2 separate regions of the Mus musculus genome follow, and region 2 is linked to region 1. The links are chromatin contacts, called in public Micro-C maps. All regions are on one chromosome and are shown on one strand. The core of a region is the stretch at or near the end of the contact, and the rest is flanking DNA. Distances in the headings are between cores, read along the strand shown. Region 1 overlaps Marchf4 (membrane associated ring-CH-type finger 4). Region 2 overlaps Igfbp2 (insulin-like growth factor binding protein 2).

Region 1 (5,764 bases), core at 1,446-3,945:
CCCAGGAATAAGTTCAGCAAAAAATAAATGCAGATAAAGTTTAAAAAAAAAATGGAGGCTAATATGTAAGGGTTACAATGGAGCAGTGGCTCTCAACCTTCCTAAAGCTGTGGCTCTTTAATACAGTTCCTCATACTGTAGTGATCACTACCCATAAAATTTATTTTTGTTGCTACTTCATAACTGTAATTTTGCTACTGTTATGAATAATAATATAAATATTTGTGGAGATCCAGGTTTGCCAAAAGGGTCTCGACCCACAGGTTACGAATCACTACCATAGGGCTTAGCAAAACTAAAACCATCTTCCCACCTCCTTCAAGTATTAGTTTCCTTCCTTCTTTTCTTTTTCTTTTTTTCTGTATCTCTCTCTTCATGTCTGTAGACCATGTGTGTAGATGTAATGTCGTCTGCCACCTCAGCACAGTGAGGTTAGTGATTACCATTCCCACTTCACAAATGAAGTGCCCATTCAGAGACTTTGTTGCATGCTCATGAAGATGAACGAGTTGGGCTCTGAAACCAGTTCCATTTACCAAATGTTTACCCAGCTCCCTCTTTCCACACAGGCATTGCTGACTTCATCTCTTCTTCCACCCACAGCAGCCTGTCTTTAAAACTATTCATTTTTTAGTCCTGATAGGAGAGATGGCCTTGCCGCATCCCCATTGGTATCTCCCTCACTGGATAGACACATATGCACCCTATTACTCTTTCTTTCATCTCCATCTCCAGAATCAGTTCTAGGTCATGCTTATATGATATTAATTGATGTCTGTGTGGTGGGGGTTAGGGGTTGGGGACAGATCAAAATAGGCTCTCAGTTCCTCTTCCCTCCACTCTCAAGTTTCCAACCTTAGTGGGGAAGGAGACATTTGTTGAAAAAGAGTTAAGAGACAAAGATTTTCATACGCAGACTAATCCACTAAAGATTGCTCCAAGGAGTAAAGGAAATCACTAATTAAAAAAATTAGTGAAGGAAAGTCCAGTCTTGGAGCTGTTGTGGTATGAAGGCCTGTAGGCTCTAAACTTTAAAGTCAGAATTTCCCCTCCAGGCCAGAACTCTGCATTGTGACAGGGACGGATAGGCATAAGGGCAAGAATTAGGTCATAGGGTTTGTGTGTGTGTGTGTGTGTGTGTGTGTGTGTGTGTGTGTGTGTGTGTGTAGGGGCATGAAGATGCTAAAGAAGGTAGAGACTTCCAGTGCCTGACTTAGGTTGTGTCTATGGTATGATAACTTGTAGCTGACAAGAAAAGTCAGGCCCTGTTTTCCATCGCTCTTTAAAGCCTCATATTCTGTGACCAGTTAACAGTGAGGATTATTAATAGCTTGTGCATAAGATCACACACAAGCATGCATTCCTGCGCACATGTGCACACACACAACTATAAGCACAACAAACAATATCGTGGGTCCAAGATGTTGATCAGTTGTTTGGGTGGCCATATTCTGAGTTTGTGGAGAAAGGCTGAGACAGGAAGAGACAATGCCCAAAAGAGCTAGTGCATAGAAGAAAAAAGTGAGGGTAACCTGGAAAATTTCAGTGTCTCATTCCATCAGGACAGTAGACAATCATTTCCTCATTCTCCAGACTGTGGGAGTCAATGTATTGTGGCATCAGGATCAGGACAAAAATGACTTATCATGATGGCCTTCTTGCCAAACTGTGAAGGATGAGGGAAGGGCGGATAATGACCTCATAGATGCCCCAAGACCTGAAAATCCATTATTGTTCACAGACAAGCCATCCTGAATTTTGTGCATACTGTATGAGAAAGTGTATGAACAGCTCTGTTTTCTGAAGAGTCTTTTAGCTCCACCACCCATCCACACCCCCTTCCCACACACACTATGCTTTCATCAATAGATCTAAGGCCAAATCTTGGCTTCAAGGGACCATCAGCGTGCCAGTGATATTGGAGAGAAATTATGAATTGTGAGATAACTTGATCTAAAGAGGAGAGAAATCTATTACCAAGAAGAGACCTAAAGCCCTAATAAGCTGCAGTTATCGGCACTAAATCCAATTAACCTACAAAATTATTTCTGTTTCTATTCTCATACCACGCACTTACTCTCAGAAACACCCAGAATCGGGCAGCCTCACACAGTTAATCTACAGGCATCTTCATGGAAAATGTCCTGGTTTATCTGTTCATTGTCTCAAAACAATCGGATGTTAAAAGGGACAAGAAAGGTGGACAGTTGAACCCAAGCCCTCCAAACTGTGACATTCATTATCCTGGTAATTATTTTATTCCTACCCTGCTTCTCTCCCTATAATTTAACTGGTATAAGATAAATGTACCTATTCCCTCTAACTGCTTCTAAATTCACTCAACTGCTACTAGAGAGAAGAACTTAACCTCACAATAATTGAATTTAAATAACATCCAATTCTGTGAAGTCGAACATGGTCTGCATAGTAAACAAACCACAGGATTTGAGGGCTGGCAGGAAGAAAGAAGGTCACGCTTAATGTGCAGAGGCATAATTGTATCTGTATTTCGAATGGCCCAGATGTGTAATCTAATGTCTGTTTGTCTTTCTGTCTAACTCATCATTACCATCGTTATCGTTACCAAAGAGCCAAAATTAAAGGCTGATCTGGCCTCGTTCCTCTGGCTGGCTCAAGAGGAAAACATAATTCAGATAAGCCTTGAGGAGCTAGAATTGGGCTATTTGCATACAGTGGGCTGGGCCCATGTCCAAGGTTCCGGGCCACTACACTTCTCAGGAAGTTTCAGGAATGCCGGGTCACTGCGTTCTCTTTTTTTGTTCCAAAAACCAGGCCAAATCATCTGACAGGTTAGAGGGAAGGTGCAGACATGTCCCCTTGAATCAGTCCTGTATGGTCCTTGCACACTAGCAAAGGAGTATACAACATCAACTCTGTAAACCTCTCATGATGCTCCCTGGAGGAACTGTGGTGAAAATCTCCTAAAATTAATTTTCACTCACTGTGATTAATACAGCATTCGGAGGGCTTAGGCTGCAGGTGCAAACAGCTGGAGTCACTTGTTGCTTTCTGCCGCTTCAGATCAGGACCCTAGGTACATAGGATCGTCCTACAAAGCACAGGAGCAAGACCTTTCCCCAGTGCAGTCCCAGCTTGCCCGCTGTCTGGCTGGTGACTATGCGTTTAAATGTTCTCTACCTGAATCCACTGTTTCTGAGAGTTGAGGCTGCATCAGAATCCCTTGGGAGTCTTATTTAGTATCTCCATGCTGGCTGTAACCCAAAGACTCCAACTCCACCAAGACCCACTTAAAGCAAAATTGGCTAAGACCTACTTTGTAACGTGTTGGACCAGATACTCATTAACAAACCTTCTGCCTCCTACATTGCTTTGAGACTTTTATGTACACAAAGATAAAAATAGGCACTGAGAGTGAAAACTTATTGAGGACTCATTGTCTGCCAATTCTTGTCACAGGCTTTGAATTCTGGGTTCAAATACCAATTCTCCCATTTGCTGGGTGAAAGATATTGGGCAAGTTGCTCCAAGCTCCCATCTCTCTCCTCCTCTCTCCTCTCTCCCTCTCCCTCTCCTCTCTCCCTCTCCCCCTCCCCTTCTCTCCCCTCTCTCTCCTTCTCTCCTTCCACTCTGTCCTCTCTCACTCTGTCCTCTGTCTCTCTGTCTCTGTCTCTCTGACTGTCTCTCTGTCCCTGTCCCTGTCTCTTTGTGTCTGTCTGTCTGTCTGTCTGTCTGTCTCTCTCTCTCTCTCTGTGTGTGTGTGTGTGTGTGTGTGTGTGTGTGTGTGTGTATGTGTGTGTGTGTGTGTGTGTTTGTGTTTCAAGACAGTTTCTTCTGTGTAGCCCTGGCTGTTCTGGACTCATTCTGTAGGCCTTGAACTCATAGAGATCCACCTGCTTCTGCCCCTGGAGTGCTGGGATTGAATGTGTATGCCACCACCCCCTGGCCTGTTGTTGCCTCTCTTGCTAGTCTATAGTCCATGCCTTTGAATATGTGCTAGGGGCCAAGCATGGTTCTAATATGTGCATGAGGTGATACGACATCGTTGCTGAGGACCCTGGCTCCATTATGCATGACCTTAGGCAAGTTTCCTTAGAGGTTAAAGTAGGACCAGAGAGGTTTCTCAGAAGGATTAAAATGGGGTAAGATATGAGAAATGCTTAGAGCCCTATGGAGCACACAGGGAGTGTCTGTGATGGCACTATACCATGCCCTTCCATGTATACCTACCTACCTTTACCGTAACTTCACACCCTAACAGGAGGAGGGAGGTGCCAGCTCTGCAAATGAGAGCACTATAACTATTGTCGCTTCACCAAGTAATGTACTTTGCTGTCCTGAAAGCCACGGGTCTGAAGATGCTGTGAGCCAGGAATATAGGGTTCGGTGATACCTGCAGGAAAGCTTTGGGTTTCCAGGTGTTTGATATCTGCCCTGGCACGTTGGGGGGAGGGACAAAGAAAACCAGTGCCCCAGATCCTTATGCATCCTCCTGCCTCCACGACCCTCCTCCCCAAGCCTGCTTTTCCACATTCGTGAATTCTACCTTCTGTGACAGTGGGTGGGGGTTGGTATTGAGTTACGGGTGTTTGCAGGCATCAGTCTTTCCCTCTCCTGTTTTGGGTACAGCTGCGGCCTTATGTGTGCATGGGAACACTAGAGGATAGTGAGGTAGGGAGGACGGGGCCTAAAGACCAGAAAGAAAAAAGAAGAAGAAAAGAAAGACAGAAAGAATAGGAAGGAGATGGGAGTGACCATGGTCAAAAAGCATACTATATCAATGCATGAAAATTGTAGTGAAACTCGCTAGTGTGTATAACTAATATGTATTAATAATTATAATTAAGAAAAAGAGTTTAGCAACAGAGGAGGACTCAGAGAAGGAAAGACTCTTGCTTGTAATCTCTCTTGCCTGCCTTTAAAAGGGATTACAGTAAGCCTGTGTATTGTTTGTCGGTTCCTCCTGTGGATCTGACTTCCTCCTCAAATCAACCTCACAGTCATTGTGCTTCACTTAGAGCTGTGGTTCTCAACTCCCCTAACACTGCAGCCCTTTAACACAGTTCCTCACGTTGTGCTGACCTTCAGCCATAAAAGTATTTGGTTGTTACTTCATAACTGCAAGTTTGCTACTTTTATGAATCATAATGTAAACATCTGATATGTGGGATATCTGACCCGTGACTCTCAGGGGTGTCATGACCCACAGGTTGAACGGCAGACTTACACAGATCAACCTAAAGCCCTTAGGAGGATCCCATGGCACAGAAGAGATTCCTTCCTCTTTCTGAGCCCTGTTCAGGTTCCATGCTCCCAAGACAAGGCCCCACTTCCCTGCAGGACCTTGCCCATGCCAGAGTCTGCTGCAAACCCAGCTCGGTTCTTTTCACGCCTCTCGGGAAAGCATACTATTCCTGAAATCTTGGCTGCCGCTCCTTGTCAGCAGAAAGCATGCTAAGCGAATTTGAATGACTCTGGCGTGTGAATAGACTCCAGGCTGCGGGCTCCAAAGTAAGCGGCTCCAAGTCACTGTGGCTGCTGTTATCTTGGCAATTTTATTTTCTGTTTCAAAGAATTCTATAGTCCTTACCTTCTGGCTCTCTCTCTCTCTCTCTCCCTCCCCCTCCCCCTCCCTTCCTCCCTCTCCCCCTCCCTCTCCCCCTGCCCATCTCCTTCCCTCTCCCTCTCCCTCTCCCTCTCCCTCTCCCTCTCCCTCTCCCTCTCCCTCTCTCTCTCTCTCTCTCTCTCTCTCTCTCTCTTTCTTTTGGAATGGGGTGGAGGGTGG
Region 2 (5,676 bases), core at 2,508-5,007, 390 kb after region 1:
CTTTCTTGGATCTTCCTCAACTCCTTCATCTAGGTCGCCCTCCCATGCCAGTGTAAAAGCTGTCTGTCTGTCTGTCTGTCTGTCTTTCCTTCCATGTCTAGTGAACAATGGGCGTACTGAACCTCCTAAGCTACCATGTCCATTTATGTTAGTCACTACTGCAGCATATATGATAATATCAGGGACCCTGGATGGCAACGCCCGGAGTTCAAATATCACCTCTCTCAGATCTGAACTATATAACATGGCTCCTTGGTCAATGGCTAAATTGATTCTAAGAATGCAGAGCATAGACCATTATCAACACATGAGAGCTTCTTAGAAACTCGACCTGTAAGCTGTAGCAAATGCCTTTAATCCTGGCAGGCAGAGGCAGGTGGACCTCTGTGAGTTTGAGGTCAGCCTGGTCTACAGATGGAGTTCCAGGACAGCCAGGGCACTTACACGGTTACAAGTCACTTAGGCAGTTCTTGCTTCTGTTTCACAGCTGTAGAATGGGGACATTAATGATACCTAATACACAAAGTGGCTGTGTGTATTATGTGTATAAATGTGACTCTCGATGCCAGTGAGTGATTGGAATCTCTTGCTTACACAGCGCCTGGCACACAGTCAGTCTCTTGGGATGTGAGGGTTTTCATCTTAGACCATGGCTGAAGTCTGGGGTCTCCCACAGGAGCTGAGCCTTCTTGAGGTCTTTGTCTCCAGCAGCATTGGTAATGGGCACAGCCTCTGGGCCTAGGTTATCAGCATCCTTCTACTGCTTGTAGGCCAGGCAGAAGTTTAGTGCCACCTGTCTGCATTTTGACAAGCTGCCAAGTGCTCGATTAAGGTTGGGACAGGCCCCTGTTCTGCAGAACCCTGCACCTGGGAACTGCATGCATCCAGCATCCAGCATGCATCCATGTTTTCCTCTTTTTACCCTTCAGTGCAAGATGTCTCTGAACGGACAGCGCGGGGAGTGCTGGTGTGTGAACCCCAATACCGGGAAGCCCATCCAGGGAGCTCCCACCATCCGGGGAGACCCCGAGTGCCATCTCTTCTACAACGAGCAGCAGGAGACTGGTGGGGCCCATGCCCAAAGTGTGCAGTAAACCCCAGCCAGTCGGTGCCTGGCTTCCCCATCCCGAACACCAGCAGAAATGGAGGGCGTCAGGGTGACGGGTGTGGAGGAGTTCCCAGTTTTGACACATGTATTTATATTTGGAAAGAGACCAACACTGAGCTCAGAAGCCCCCCTCTGACCCCCCCCAGCGGCTGTTAAGCTGAACCTCCCTTGCTTCTGTTAGAGAGGGGAAGGGTGGTATGGAGGGCACTGGGTACAGGCCTGGGAATGGGGAAAGAAATTTTTATTTTTGAATCCCTGTGTCTCTTTTACTTAAGATTAAAGGAAGGAAAAATAAAAAGTGTGTGTCTTACTTGAGTCTTTGGGGTGTCCCGGGAAAGAGTCTTGGGGGGGGATGGTCTGCTGAGCTCATGCCCACCTTGTCCCTAATACCTGGAATGGCGGGGAAGTCACTGTTTCCATCTTACATGGGGACAAGAAAAAGGCTTCTGAACCCAGATGCCGGCCTGCGGTGGAACCCAGGGCTCTGCTGCACTAAGGAAGGTTTCCACCCCCCTGGACTGACTGAGGAAGATGGGTAGTGAGGACAAGAGTGTGGACACTGGACACTGGACGCACAGTCCACAATCCCAGCTTTTGGGAGGCTGAAGCAGGTAAGACTGAGAGTCTAGTCTAGCCTGGGCTACACAGCATATAAACACCCATACAAAGCAACATCGGTAGAAAGCTTCAGATGATATTGCAGTGGGAGATGGGAAATGGGGAACATTGAAATTGGGACTCTCCTACCCCCTGAAATAAGGAGTTTTCAGGTATCTTAGGGGTTTCCATTGCTGTGAAGAGACACCTTGACCAAAGCAACTCATTTTTTTCTGACATATTTTCTTTTTATTAGGTATTTTCTTTATTTACACTTAATTTTATTTCCTTTCCTCATTTCCCCTCTGGAACTCCCCTATTCCATCCCCCCTCCCACTGCTCACTAAGCCACCCACTCCGGATTCCCTGTTCTGGCATTCCCCTACAGTGGGACCCTTCACAAGACCAAGGGCCTCTCCTCCCATTGATGTCCTCCTACAAGGCCATCCTCTGCTACATATGCGGCTGGAACCATGGGTCCCTCCCTGTGTACTCTTTGGTTGGTGGTTTAGTCCCTGGGAGCTCTGGGAGTACTGGTTGGTTCATATTGTTGTTCCTCCTGTGGGGCTGCAAACCCCTTCAGCTCCAACTTGGGTCCTTTCTCTAGCTCCTCCACTGGAGACCCTATGCTCAGTCCAATGGATGGCTGTGTGTACTCACCTCTGTCAGGCACTGGCAGAGCCTCTCAGGAGACAGCTATATCAGGCTCCTGTCAGCAAGCACATGTTGGCATCCACAATAGTGTCTGGGTTTACTAACTGTATACGGGATGGATTCCCAGATGGGACAGTCACTGGATGGCCTTTCCTTCAGTCTCTGCTTCAAACATGAGCACAGCAACTCTTTTGATTGGGATTTAATTAAATGGAAACATTTCATTGGGATCGACTTACAGTTCAGAGGTTTAGTCTGTTACGGTGGGAAGCATGGTGGCATGCCAATAGGCAGGCAGACTTGGTGCTAGAGAGTTCCTGTGTTCTACATCTGGATTTAGAGTCAGCAGGAAGAGAGTGAGACATCAGGTCTGGCTTGAGCATCTGAGACCTCAAAGTGAACCCCTAGTGACACCCTTCCTCCAACAAAGTCACACCCACTCCAACAAGGCCACTCCTCCTAACAGTGCCACTTCCTATGGGTCCATGAAACCATTTCATTCAAACCACCACCCCAGTCCAGGACAAGGAATTACACTTGAACCCCCAAGGAAAGGCTGGTGACCTTGCTTCTGGGCTGTTCAGAAAGGTCACCCCTGAGCTTTCAGAAGCTGCTCCTGGAGTGGCTTGCGTGACTGGCCCCATATCAACAAATCAGCCAGCTTCAAAGGGGTCTCTGTGGATAAAGAGCATGGGCTGAGACTGGATCATGCTTGTGCACATTTCAGGCAGATGTCTGAGTTCAAGGTCAGCCTGGTTTCCAGAGCAAGTTCTAGGACAGCCAGGGTGACACCTTAGCTCTGTCTCAAAAAAGAACAGAACTTGGACCAAGAGACTGGGAACTGAGTCAGGGTATGGGGGTGGGGGAGCCCTTTTTGAAGCAATGTGTAGCAGGACTCTAACACGATGTTTTGTCTGTACCGGAAGCCCCAGTGAAGCCCAGGGACTGTCCTCACCCTTTGGCTGTGGGCCATGGGGAAGGCAAACCATTTTTCTCCCCAGTGCAAGGCTGAGCTCAACTTCAGTCTGCACCTGAGCCCTCTGGCTGTGGAGGGGCCTCTCTCGCGGGCTGGCTCAGTCCCTTCAGACTCATCATCTAGCACATCCGGAGGTGGTGAGGGACACCTGGGACTTTGGGCGGGTGCCAGGACATTAGATTCTTAGAGAACACCCCCTGTCAGGAAAAGAGCTACTTCAGGGTGGATGGAACAGATACATGAATTCAACTAAGTCCCATGATACAGAAACAGTTACCAGTTTCATTTTACAGGCAGGCAAAGGTTTCCAGAAAGGCCCTATTGCTCAGTATCAAGGTTGCGGCTCATCCCTGGATCAAGCATCCCCATTTGGGAGCATTTTCCCCTGGGCCTAGCGGGGATGGTTTAATCTTCAACGAACAAGGTCATAGCCTGTGGAGGCTGCTGGGAAACACTATCAGAGGGATGTTTCAGGGTCATCCTTGTGCTACTACGGGCCTCAGAGAGCTTCTTCCTAAACATTTTGTGAAAGTCCCTTGATGTTGCCACAACCTGCTCTGCCCATTGCTAGTCCCCTGTTCATTGAAAGAGGGGGCTGGTTGGGTAGGGTTTTAATTGAATGTGTTCCCACATCACTCACTGGAGACCTAGACCTCTGAAGTTTAAGCCTGGCCACTGTTAAACGCTGAGGCCATACTGCCCCCATGTGGCAGCATGTGTAACTGCAGCCAAACTCATTTTGGCTTTTCAATTAGTTAAAGGGAGGCCCAGGAACCTATATTAAGTCAAATGGAGGTGCTCTCTCATAAGGATTCACAAGCTCTCCCATAGATTTCCAGAGTTAGGTGATGTGGAAACAGGGACTGAGAATCTTTATGTATACCTCTTGTAAGATTTCTAGGGAAGGCCAGTGACCTAAGTTGTAAGGCCTGGGACACTATGAGGCCTCTTGTTCTTACTAAGAACTTCAAGGCAGTGATAAGAAAGTTCACCAAAGACAGTACACTAGAGCTCTGAGCTCCAGGTGATGTCATGGGTACGTGTCCACAAGGCTGGCCCTCCTCTGTGCCCTCTGGATTTGCAGACACCCTGCTGTAGCTGTGGCATCTGCTAAGTGTATCTTTGGTACTTCGATGTGCTAGCAACACTGGGAAGACCTTGCTTGTCCCTGACTATAAATTGTATGACTTTGTGCATATTTCTAACTTCTACACACCCTTTAAAACCTCAGCTTTAAGTACTGGGATGATGTCTGTTTGAAAGAACAGCTTGCAGGGTAGAAATTCATTTCTGCCACACAGTAAGTGTTGGTTAAATGTAGTCATGACTACATGCTAAGTAGGGTGATGCAGTGTTTGCATGTGGAGCTGCAAGAGATGACGGCCTCTGTCCTGTAGTGTCTACATTTCCGTGTTGTAAATGATTGACCGTCTCATGGCATGATGTGACAGAGGCATATCCTCCAGCACTGTAGTGTAATGACGAGCAGCCTTGTGGAAGGCACCTTGGAGCGGCAATGGAGAGTTGAGATGAAGAAATAGAGCTTGCGTGTGCACACATCTGTGTATGTTTTCTAAGGGATTGGGTTCAGAAAGAGGAGGCAGCATGTGGAAGGCCTTCAAGCCTGAGCTGCACTCTGAGCCTGGAGGCCTGCACACGGCCGAGGATGGGTGTCATTCCTAGGGCGCAGGCAGCAGAGGGACAGCTGAAGAGGAACGTTGTAGGGAACCTATCGGGAGGGATGTGGTGTGTTGCTGAGGGACTTGAACGTAGGCCAAGGGTGGATAAGACTAGATATGTGTTTGGAAATCAATTGTGGATGAGAGAAGAAGGCATGAGAGGAGAGATGGAGTTGAATCCACCAGGCAGCCCTGAAAATGATCCAAACGAGGAAGAAGGAGGATAGTGAGAGCTTTCAGGGAGTAGCTGACTGCTGGGAGCATTGGATGGAGAGCTAAGTGGGGGAATCCGGACTAATACCTAGGGGTCTGGCGCGGACCGTTGGGTGGATGTGATGACGTCATCGGAGACCAGGGAGTTCTGAGACCCAGAGTGTGGCTTAAGTGGATTGTGGCAAAAGGAAGAACTGAATAGGGTACCAGAGCCACGTGGTCTTGGACCAGCTGCCTGCCATCCAATGAGGATGGGAGAGAGAATGGAGCCAGGCTCCGGTCCACTCTGTAAGTGTCCAGGTAGGTTGCCTGATCCGAATGTGCCGTGTGGGTTATGACTTCTGATCAAGAATTGTTTGGAGCAGCCAGGGGGCAGAACGGCCACAGGTCGTGAGGAGTTAGACGGCGAGGCTTCAAGGGCCACATAAGGGCCTGCGGAGCCGGGAGGG

What was found. A called contact is a pair of places that touch in the nucleus more often than the background predicts.
Region 2: a contact with region 1 is called in a Micro-C map of granulosa cells, with 2.6 times the contacts expected there. The contact joins two enhancer-like sites. A contact is called at or near these places in 1 of 484 Hi-C or Micro-C datasets (granulosa cells) and 1 of 9 other capture datasets (liver).

The regions. Positions count from the first base shown.
Region 1 is chr1:72,460,001-72,465,764 of GRCm38.p6, forward strand. All of the region lies in intron 1 of Marchf4 (membrane associated ring-CH-type finger 4), which reads right to left. It also overlaps the pseudogene Gm15843. Among named protein-coding and RNA genes, the nearest start is that of Gm39661, 50 kb to the left of the region's middle. Within about 2 kb of position 2,696, at least 8 of the 459 cell types and tissues checked have an H3K27ac peak or open chromatin away from gene starts, as enhancers often do. A contact at or near this core is called in granulosa cells, where this site is marked.
Region 2 is chr1:72,851,069-72,856,744 of GRCm38.p6, forward strand. It overlaps Igfbp2 (insulin-like growth factor binding protein 2), which reads left to right. Exons shown (of 4, transcript NM_008342.3): 4 at 930-1,406. The coding sequence ends at 1,094. Among named protein-coding and RNA genes, the nearest start is that of Igfbp5, 21 kb to the right of the region's middle. Within about 2 kb of position 3,758, at least 21 of the 459 cell types and tissues checked have an H3K27ac peak or open chromatin away from gene starts, as enhancers often do. A contact at or near this core is called in granulosa cells, where this site is marked.